Regions from separate parts of the Sus scrofa genome. Here region 2 is linked to region 1. Evidence: chromatin contacts called from public HiChIP or PLAC-seq data. All regions are on one chromosome and are shown on one strand. The core of a region is the stretch at or near the end of the contact, and the rest is flanking DNA. Distances in the headings are between cores, read along the strand shown. Region 1 holds the start of SUFU (suppressor of fused homolog). Region 2 overlaps SUFU (suppressor of fused homolog).

What was found. HiChIP or PLAC-seq counts read pairs in DNA pulled down with a chosen protein or histone mark.
Region 2: an H3K27ac HiChIP or PLAC-seq map of alveolar macrophages shows a contact between it and region 1. The contact joins the enhancer-like site here to the promoter of SUFU in region 1. A contact is called at or near these places in 4 of 5 promoter capture datasets (fetal liver, fetal skeletal muscle, liver and 1 more), 8 of 47 Hi-C or Micro-C datasets (embryonic fibroblasts, fibroblasts, liver and 3 more) and 2 of 2 datasets of contacts at active chromatin or transcription factors (alveolar macrophages and skeletal muscle).

The regions. Positions count from the first base shown.
Region 1 is chr14:113,497,388-113,502,386 of Sscrofa11.1, reverse strand. It overlaps SUFU (suppressor of fused homolog), which reads right to left and starts at 2,386. Exons shown (of 14, transcript XM_021072750.1): 1 at 1,485-2,386; 2 at 1,365-1,482. The coding sequence starts at 1,545. It overlaps ACTR1A (alpha-centractin), which reads left to right and starts at 3,593. Exons shown (of 11, transcript XM_001928877.5): 1 at 3,593-3,773. The coding sequence starts at 3,726.
Region 2 is chr14:113,598,026-113,603,024 of Sscrofa11.1, reverse strand. All of the region lies in intron 10 of SUFU (suppressor of fused homolog), which reads right to left. Among named protein-coding and RNA genes, the nearest start is that of TRIM8, 37 kb to the left of the region's middle. Within about 2 kb of position 2,139, at least 38 of the 83 cell types and tissues checked have an H3K27ac peak or open chromatin away from gene starts, as enhancers often do. A contact at or near this core is called in alveolar macrophages, fetal liver, liver and 3 more, where this site is marked.

The DNA.
Region 1 (4,999 bases), core at 1,137-3,636:
CACAGGTAGCTAGCCTCAACTCTACACAGCCTAGCTTCTGCCATCTCCAGAGGAAGTAAGAGGTTGTCGCAGAAGAGAAAGACTCAATCCTAAAGGGAAAGACATCCACTCTATTCACGTCCCCCTTTGGGTCTACCTCTCCTTTGGCCACACCCCAAGCAGCTGCCTGAATCATTGTTCAGGATTCAATGATGGGGCAGGCTCGTCTAATACAATGCCTGCATGAATGTGGTTCTGAACAGATTCAACTCTCAGTCAACTTTTGGTCCAGAAAGACCAGGAAGACAGGCTCTTTTCCAGAGTCCTCATAACACCTGTTTTGCCCAGAGGCAGCAGGAAGAGACAGGTTGCAAACAGGAATGTTAAATGAGAAAAGACCATTCCCATCCCAGGGGCAGCCCGTCTGAACACAGGTCTGGTCTTAACAGAGCTGCTTGAGGGTTACTCTCAGCTTCCCTGAGGAACTACTACCTAAATCTTGAAGCGGGGGGCCACAAAGCTCCTCTTAATATCCCACTGCAGGATCCTCCCTGTCCAAGTCCCAGCTCTTCACCATTTACTGCAGGCTCCTTCGATTCTGAGCCAAACCATGGATCTCCCTTGACCCTGCCTGCCTCTGTGCTAGCCAGTGACCTAAAGCAAAGCAGCTGCGGAACCCAGAGGAAGCTCTGCATGGAGAAAGAGAACTATGCAGAGTAAGCACAAAGTTTATCAGGAAAAGTTTCTCCGCCAAACTTCAAACGCTAAAGCACTGCACTGATATGATGTCTGAGCTCATAGGGAAGGAATCAAAAGGAGACCTCCTCCTCATCCCTTCGCAAGCGCAATGCTCACAACTTGCTCCCCTCCTAAGCCACAGACCCACACCCGCCCCTACCCTATGCAGTCTCCTGCCCTCTGAGCTCCTCCAGCCGCGCTGCTCCAAAGCCTTCTCAGATGCTCCCCAGGCCCCGCCTCGCCTCCCTCATCCCACTTCAGCCGCCCCCCACCCCGCCCGGGCTTCCCCTCGCCCTCTAATGACCCCCTACAGGCGCCCCCTCCTTTCACCACGTTTACAGTTCCCTCTCTCCTGTCGTATGCGCCCCCCTGCTCCTACCCACACCCCAATTCACTCTATTCTCCTAATCCCAGTTTACCCTGCATCCACCCCCCTCGTTAACCCTTCGCTACCCAAAGGCTTCGTTAACCCCTTTGTCCCCATTCCTAACTTGAGCCTTAACTTCTTCCCTCTCAGCAGGAAGCCCTCCTTCCAAGTGCTTTAACCATTCTCCTTCCCCCTCCTCTTCCCCGCAAACTACTTCGCCCTCGGCGCTTTAACCCTTCCCAGCCCGCCCCTGTCCATCTCCCCACGGCCCAAGACATACCAGTACTTGACGATAGCGGTAACCTGGAGCGGGTTCGGCTGGTCAGGGTAAAGGCGGCGGCACTCTCCGTAGATGGCGTGCAGTCCCGGGGGGAAGAGAGAGGCGAAGGCCGGAGGGCAGTAGGGCCAGGGGCCGGGGGCGCAGCGGGGCCGGGGGCACCGCTAGGCCGCAACTCCGCCATCGGGGCGCGTAGGGCGCTGGGGGGACCGGGGAGGGCAGACGACGGGGAGAGCGCTGACGCGCCAGCAGGCGGACTCCCTGGGTGCGACTCCCGGAGGCGATGGGGGCTGCAGCGAGGTCTAAGCTCCGCGCCTGCGCAAGGCGCACCGTCCGCCCAGGCAAGCGACGGCCAGAGGGTGCCTCGGGGGCCGCGGGGCGCTCAGGGGGGCGGGGCGGCGGCGCGCCCTATTCCGACATCCATTGGCTAGTATCTTTGCCAGTCACAGGTGGGAAAGGCGTGACTTGACAATAGGTCCCGCCTCCCTCTCCCTGTTTAAGGGGTGTCCCGAAGCTCTTGGCCTCCCCTAGTGTTAGGAGGAACTCAGGTTTAAATAGAGATGCTGGCGCGTCTTTCTGAGGTGCTAGGGTCGCACCAAAGCGCTGGGAAGTGCGTGGGTAAAGGGCTTGTAATTGTTCTGCGGTCACTCTAAGAAGGATTGTTAAACAAATCTGGCAATGGATTGATTCATTCGTTCGTGTAGCATTAGTTTTAACAGTAAAAATCTGAATGTTTCCTACCGTCTTTGAATGTCCATTGACCAGATTGACACCAACACCGCCAAACTCGAGGGTCATATGTTGAAATATCTATTTTGAATTTCTGCTAGAAAGTAACAGGACTTAGATAAATTAGGATCGATTAAATATCCTGACTAAAGGGTCAGGACTATTAACTAAAGGGTCCTTGCAACTTGAAGGGCGGGAGGAAATACTCTAGACACTGGGCTCAATTAGAAAGCAGTGATGGAGTTCCCGTCGTGGCTCACTGGTTAACGAGCCCGACTAGTATCCATGAGGACTCGGGTTCGATCCCTGACCTTGGTCAGTGGGTTAAGGATCTGGTGTTGCCGTGAGCTGTGGCGTAGATCACAGACTGGGCTCGGATCCTGGGTTGCTGTGGCTGTGAAATAGGCTGGCAGCTACAGCTCCAATTCAACCCCCAGCCTGGGAACGTTCACATGCCGCGAGTGCGGCGCTGAAAAGACCAAAAAAAAAAAAAAGAAAGGAAGAAAAAAATAGAACCTCTTTTCGCTTCCATTTTCTCATTCATCAATGTGAATCCTTATGAAAATTAAAGATATGCTAGAGCAGTTCCTGAAGCTGGAAGATGAACGTCGTTTTAATGGCCAAAATATCATCTATACCAGTAGCGCCAAATGCCAGTCTTTAGATCAATGTTAGCATGTTGCATTACAACTATCCAGGAAAAAAATGCAAAAATCAACAAAAATGTTCTTTTACCGCAAAAGCAAATTTTATGTAATTTAAACTACTTTCCTCTATTCTCTGAATATGTTCCTCCCTGTGTATTTGTGTGTATTAGAAGTTACTTTTATTAGAGTGCTATAGTGATATATGTTTGTTTTTTTTTTTTTTTTTTTTTTTTTTTTTGGCTTTTTTTTTGTTGTTGTTGTTGCTATTTCTTGGGCCGCTCCCGCGGCATATGGAGGTTCCCAGGCTAGGGGTCCAATCAGAGCTGTAGCCACCGGCCTACGCCAGAGCCACAGCAACGCGGGATCCGAGCCGCGTCTGCGACCTACACCACAGCTCACGGCAACGCTGGATCGTTAACCCACTGAGCAAGGGCAGGGATCGAACCCGCAACCTCATGGTTCCTAGTCGGATTCGTTAACCACTGCGCCACGATGGGAACTCCATGATATATGTTTGTTAATGTCTTATAGACCCATATAAAAATATGGCAACCTTACGTTGTCCAGGGGAAGTGGTGGAGAGTGGCAGGACTGATCTGTAAAAGCCAAACATCCACAAGTTACTGATCAATCCAAACCGAACTACAGACAAATACTACATACTTCAGGAGGCACTGGGAATCCCTCCCAATGGACTACAGATTCTGGTAGGCAATGCAATCAGCGTCCCTTTCTATTTAATCTATAGAGACTACAAAGCCCAACACACCGTGCGCCGGAAACGCGATGCCGTGTCACTTACACTAGGCGGGGCTCCGAAGCAGCTAAATACAATGCAGAGCCTTCTGGGTATTGTAGTTCTTCGAAAGCGAGGTCGGGCCGCTCCCTGGCCGTCCGGTACTGGAGGCCAGACTGCGCATGCGTTTCAGTGGCGTTAGCGGCAGACCGGTCTGGCAGTTCCTTCCTCGGAAGGAGAGATTCCTCTGCCATGGAGTCCTACGATGTGATCGCCAACCAGCCTGTCGTGATCGACAACGTGAGTTGCATCCCCCTAGAGGGACTTATGCTCTCCTCCTCGAAGGGATCGCTTCCCGGGTTTCAGCCTGGGCCGCCGGTTCTTTGTCACTGGCCCGGCCTGTCAGGCGGGTTCAGCCGCCGCCGCCTCCTTCCTCCCCCGACCCGTAATCCACAGGCAGGGCGGGCCAGCCGGCCATCAAGCATGGGATGGAGAACCCTGGGATGGATAAAGGGAAGGGTTATAGTCCGAGCCGGGTCCTTGGGCCCCTGGCTAGAGGGGCCTTAACCTCTCTGTGAGAGCCCGGCGTCCGCCCCGTCCCAGCTTCCGATAACTCTATAGGCTGTTCTGGCTGTCCATCTTGGCCAATGACCCCGCCTCTGGGCCTTGCCGGATGAGGGCAGCCCTCTGCAGTGATTGGCTCGCTCTCCTGCCTTTCTTCCCGGCCGCCATAGTATTTCCCCCCTTTAAGGGGCGGGGCGGCGCTCGAGGGCCGTGGGGATTGGTTTCGGGGCCTCGGAGTGGTGGGGCCTGACCCGCTAGGGCCCGCCCGGGAGTGGAGAAGGGCTAAGCTTCCTTCGGTCCCCAGACGGGCCCGCGGCTTGGCGGTATGTTTGGGTGGGGCTCGAATGTGTGGTGCCAGAAATGGCCTTAGGATTTCAGTTATTTCTGTGATTTTAAATTACAACGTTAATAAATGTTGAGAAGAAAGGGGAGTGACAAAGCAAGTAGGGGGTTACCTTTCTCTTCGAAACGCCTAGTTGCTGTGGAAAAAAAAATAACTAAACGTATTTGCCAGGCGCTGTAGCGCTTACACAGGGGTTTCACATGCATTCAAATTGGATCCTCACCAATTTGAGGTGGATAGTTAAAGCAGGACGTTTGATCCTCGTTTTACGAATGAGAAAACTGAAGCGCGAAGAGGTGAAGTGAGCCCAAGGTCGCACAGTAGTGGTGCCCTAAATCCAGTGCTTTATCCGCTATTCTTCTTGCTAGTACCCATGCAGGTGCATCAATAGTGACAAATGGAAAGAATCTAAATACTGCTCTTATTTTTGGCGGAGAGAAGCAGTTGTATAAAACTGAATTTCTGTCTTTCCACGGAAAGGTTGGGTTGATACCTTTCTGTTCCTCTTCTAAGTCCCTCCATTGAGGCACAATTGCCAGTTTCCTTTGTCCTAAGCTGACTGTCACATTCACTCTGCTGATTCAGCCCTTGGGATCTTTGGCACGTTGCAAGGTCCTTT
Region 2 (4,999 bases), core at 890-3,389, 100 kb before region 1:
TTCTTCAAGACATTTCTCCCGAGGAGCCTTCCAAACCACTCCAGTCCAAACTGTCTGCCTTCTGTTCTTGCTGCATAGCTGTTGTCATGGGATAACCCCTCACCTTCACGCTGGCGATCCCCCCTGCCTCTTCTCACGCTGGATCCCATTTCCTGATCCCTGTATGTCTTCCTTAATCGTTTCTAAGGAGCACGTCGTGTAGCAGCTTTCACTTTATTTTTTAGTATGCTTCCCTCTGAACTGCCACCCTCAGTGGTCTTCAGGCAAACTAAAATGTCAACTTTACTCTTGTGCACTGGTACGGAGATATTCAAGGCCCTCTTGCCAGTTATTTTTTCCTCTGAATTGGCAGGCACCTCCTCCTTTATCTCTTTTACTGGCAGACCCAGTGGTGTAGAGGCCTAGCTCTGGATTCAAATAACACAAGGTTCAAATTTTGGCTCTAGGAGTTCCTGCTGTGGGTCAGCAGGTTACGAGCCGGCAAGTATCCACGAGGACTCGGGTTCAATTCCTGGCCTTGCTCAGTGGGTTAAGGATCCGGTGTTGCTGTGAGCTGTGGCATAGGTTGCAGGTGTGGCTTAGATCCTGTGTTGCTGTGGCTGTGGCCTAGGCCGGTGGCTACAGCTCTGATTAGACCCCTAGCCTGGGAACTTCCATATGCCATGGGTGTGGCCCTAAAAAGACCAAAAAAAAAAAAAAAAAAAAAAAATTGGCTCTGAATTTTTTTTTTTTGGTCTGCAACTTATACCACAGTTCACGGCAACGTCAGATCCTTAACCTACTGACTGGGGCCAAGGATGGAACCCACATCCTCATGGATACTAGTCGGGTTTGTTACCACTGAGCTGCAATGGGAACTCGGGCTCTGAATCTTATTCATCTTGCCTCATTGACCCAAGGAAGTTATACAATCTATCTAAGCCTCCATGTTCTAGTTTGTAAAATGGTGACAAAAGTAGCCCACAACATAGGGTTGGCACACAGAAATACTTAATAAACTGCCTGCTTGGCCACAAGAACCTGTCCGGCCCAGGAGTCTTCCTGTATTGGGAGCACAGAGGGGTGGTTTATGGGATGGCTCAGAGGCAGACCTCAATAATTCAGCAATTGATCTACATCTCTTTCTTTTTTTAACTGCCTGTCTACATAACACATTCTATATTTACACATCCCACTGTCTAAGGTGAGTTTTTACATATCCTAACAGCCGTCTCCTTCCAGTATCAAGATAGACTCCGGATTTCTAGAACTGCACAGCTTACAGTGCATGCCCCTGTTCACCCCACCCACGCTTTACAGACTGACAGGACCGTCTCCATGTTTCCTCTCCATCTTGGTCTCTACAGATCGAAAAATCTGAACTTTTCCATTCCAGCCTGAGGGTGTTGGTCGCATTCTATCAATGGCAGCAAGTGTGGAAAGGAGAGGCGTCCAACCACCGAGACTTCTTTTAGCCACAATCCCAGTCCTGTGACAGCGATGACGTCCACACTGGCCACACAACTTGGGGCCTTCTCCTTGGGGACGTCCGGGAGCAGGAACCAGGGCACCCGGGTTGGCAACTATTCAGGAGTGAAGTGGGTTTGGCCTGCTGGGCCCAGCCCAACCCCTGGCTTCTGCCTGTAGCCTGGGAGATTACCCCTTTTGCTTTCAGACTGCTGCTGACGAAAGCTCTGAACTTTCCAGAGAAAGAACCACTTGCGAGTTTCCCCTGAACAGCAGGACTGGGACAGGGTGTGGGTGGGGTGAGGGCACCGTTTACCTTCGCAGTTACTGTTAAGCCCAAGGCTGGGTGACCTGAGTTCTGACACAGGAGTAAAAGGCCTTACAAAGTCAGTGGCAAACACCAGAAACCAAATGATAAACCAGCATGTGCGTGGCGAACATCCCAAGAAGGGAGCATCATGAGAGAACAGACTGGAGTGTGGGTGAGAAAGACAGTGAGTAAAACTTGTGTGAAGGCTGGTGCATTCCTTCATCAACTACCAACTCCCCGGACACCGGGGGCTCCGGCCGCAGCCTGTGGTCTGACACGGTGGGAGCTGAGGACCTCTGCTTTCCCGAGGGAGCCTGCTCAGGCCGGAGCCCAGGGCTTTCTGTTTTGGAGCCAGTGAGTCATTTCCTCTCTCCAGCTCTCACCTTTGAGCCCTCCTTTTCCCTTCCCTGGAGAAGTGACTCACTGCTGAAGTGTTGGGTGACACTGAGGATCAAGGATGGGCGATAAAAATACTCCTGATTGTGTAACTCGAGGAAGAGAGGCGCAGTTTGGACTGAGAAGTTAACGTGCTGGCCATGAACTCTGAGGCTGGGGTGTTAACAATGGCCGCGGCTTCACCTCTTTGGGGAAGTGGACAGAGACTGGGGTGCAAACAGAAATTCAGCCATGCAGCATTGCTGCGGGGCCCTCGTCCTGCGCTTTCAAACAGGTATTTCTGAGAAAGACGGGCACGCAGCCAGCCAAGTGTGGATCACAGAGGCCTGGGCCCTTCCTCCCACTGACCCTGGGGGGTCTGGCTGGGCCCCTGAGAACAGGGCTGTTTCTTTTGGGGTCTCCTCTCCAGGGAAAACAACGGTGCTTCCTCAGAGTGGGAGTGGTGAGGAGAGACAGTGTGACAGTCGTGAGCTCTGGGCAGGTCACCACACTGACATGACAGAGCCCTCAGAGCAGGGTTACCCGAGACTGCCCTGTGTGCGGGAAGCCATGAAAGAGCCCAGCTGTTTTCCCAGATGGAAACTCACCTTCCTTCACCCAATGCACTGGATGCAAACGAGATATTTTCTTCTTCTAATTAATCTTCATGGGCCTCGTAGGCTGAGCAAAACAAAACACAATTTTCTCTAAAGGGTGACTCCCTGGTCAGGTCACAAGCTATTCAAGATGGGAAAAGAGGCAACAGAGTCACCTCATTCAAAAGGTTAAACAGATGGGAGCAGAGGCATTCATAAAAGTGGAGAGAAATATGTGCGTGCGTTGTGTGCATGGTGGGGGGGAGGGTGCAGCTGAAAATGTCACAACAAGAGAAATCATGCTACAGAACCCTAATTTTCCAGAAAATTAAAGCAACAGGGAAACAAAACAAAACCTTAAAAGCTGCTGGTGCAATTCCAAAAGATGAGAAACTGGCTCAGCAATGATGGCTAGTTTGCATTTTTTTTTTTTTTTTTTTTTCCCTTTTTGGTTGCTCCTGCAGCATGTAGAAGTTCCTGGGCCAGGAATCGAACCGATGCCACAGCAGCAACCCAAGCCGCAGCAGTGACAATGCCAGGTCTTTAACTCACGGAGCCACAGAGGAACTCCTTAGTTTGCTTTTTTTTTTTGTCTTTTTGCCATTTCTTGGGCCGCTCCCTCGGCATATGGAGGTTCTCAGGCTAGGGGTCGAATCGGAGCTGTGGCCGCCAGCCTACGCCAGAGCCACAGCAACGCAGGATCCGAGCCTCGTCTGCAACCTACACCACAGCTCACAGCAACGCCGGATCATTAACCCACTGAACGAGGCCAGGGATCGAACCCGCAACCTCATGGTTCCTAGCTGGATTCGTTAACCACTGCGCCACGACGGGAACTCCTTTAGTTTGCTTTTTAAAGGTGCCTCAACTAAACTATTCTTTCCACGCAGCCAGGAAACTTTCACGCCAACACGTGAGTACACACACACATGAGCCCTTACCCCTCTTTGGGGGGAGGTTTGGGACCCAGAGAGCGCCTTAAGGGTCCCCTGACCTCAGGCAATGCGTCGCTGGCAGAGGGAGGAAGAGGAGGTCCTGGTACACTTGGGCAGGCTCCCAGAATCAAAGCAAGTTTATAGACATGCAGACCTCCCCACACCATGCACCTGGCCACCCACACCCCCCGGGTCGAGGTGGGAAGGCTGGCAAGCAAAGGCCATGGCTGGCAAAGAACAGCCCATGTCTAACCAGGCAACCTCAGGCAGAGGATGCCCAGTGACTTTTCCGCCTTCAACCCAGGTCCTTACAAAAGTTGGCAGGCATAGTTCTTCAGCCGGGCTCCCCTCAGTGGCACAAAGGAGTTGCTTCCCAAACTCACGCGGGCAGCCAGTGGGAAGGGAGGCGCCAGCAAGCCGAAAGAGGCTTTTCTCAACTGATCATCTTGGGAAAAGCTAGATACAAATTTCATGCCTGGAATGCAGAGGTTGTGAAACGCTGGAAGAAGCCCCAAAGAGGGCCAAGGACTCCCCTTCCAGGAAGGCGGTGGGAGGAGGGCCGGCAGGGCGAGGGGGAGCGGAGCAGGTTACCCAGAGGGGCCTGCCTTTCTGGGAAGCAGGAAGCAAGGCCTCCAGAAAAAAAGAAAGAAATCCCCTAGCCCTGAAGTGGTGGAGGGGCCAGAGACAGGCTTGATTTTGTTTCTGAATATGAAGAAAACAAGGCTTTGTGTCAAAAAGTCCTTCTGGTATAAATGAGCCAATCATGACACGTCTCGTTATCTCTGGGGCTTGGAAGCACCGAGACCCTAGAGTTAAATACAAGCCACGGCTTCCAGTGTGGGGCTTCAGCCTCGTCCTGGTGTCAAGGGAGGGGTCTCCATTCCTGCTCTGACTCGTTAGAGGAGGTCCCCCCATGAAGGTTATCGGACCTCAGAGACACCATCTGGGGCGACCCTCACGCGGTCCCTGAGTGTGGGGTAAGGAAGATGACACTGTGTTAAGAGCTGACTGCCTGCCCCGGGTACCACTCTTTTCTCACCTCGGCCAAGTCCCTTATTAGCCTCTCTGTACGTCAGTTTCCTCATCTGAGAAAGGAAGATTGACTGTGAGGATGGAGTAGGTAAACACGGTGCAGAGCACCTGTACCACAAGTTGCCACATGCTAAGCGTTAGCGGCTAACGAGGGGGGGAAGAGCAAGTTTCCGACTCCCCCCAGGAGGCCAGAGCCCCGCTGCTGATGCTCAGACTCCCTCGGCTCTTCTGGATTTTTTTTTTTTTTTTTCCTCTCTTAGGGCTGCACCCGCAGCATATGGAGGTTCCCAGGCTAGGGGTCGAAT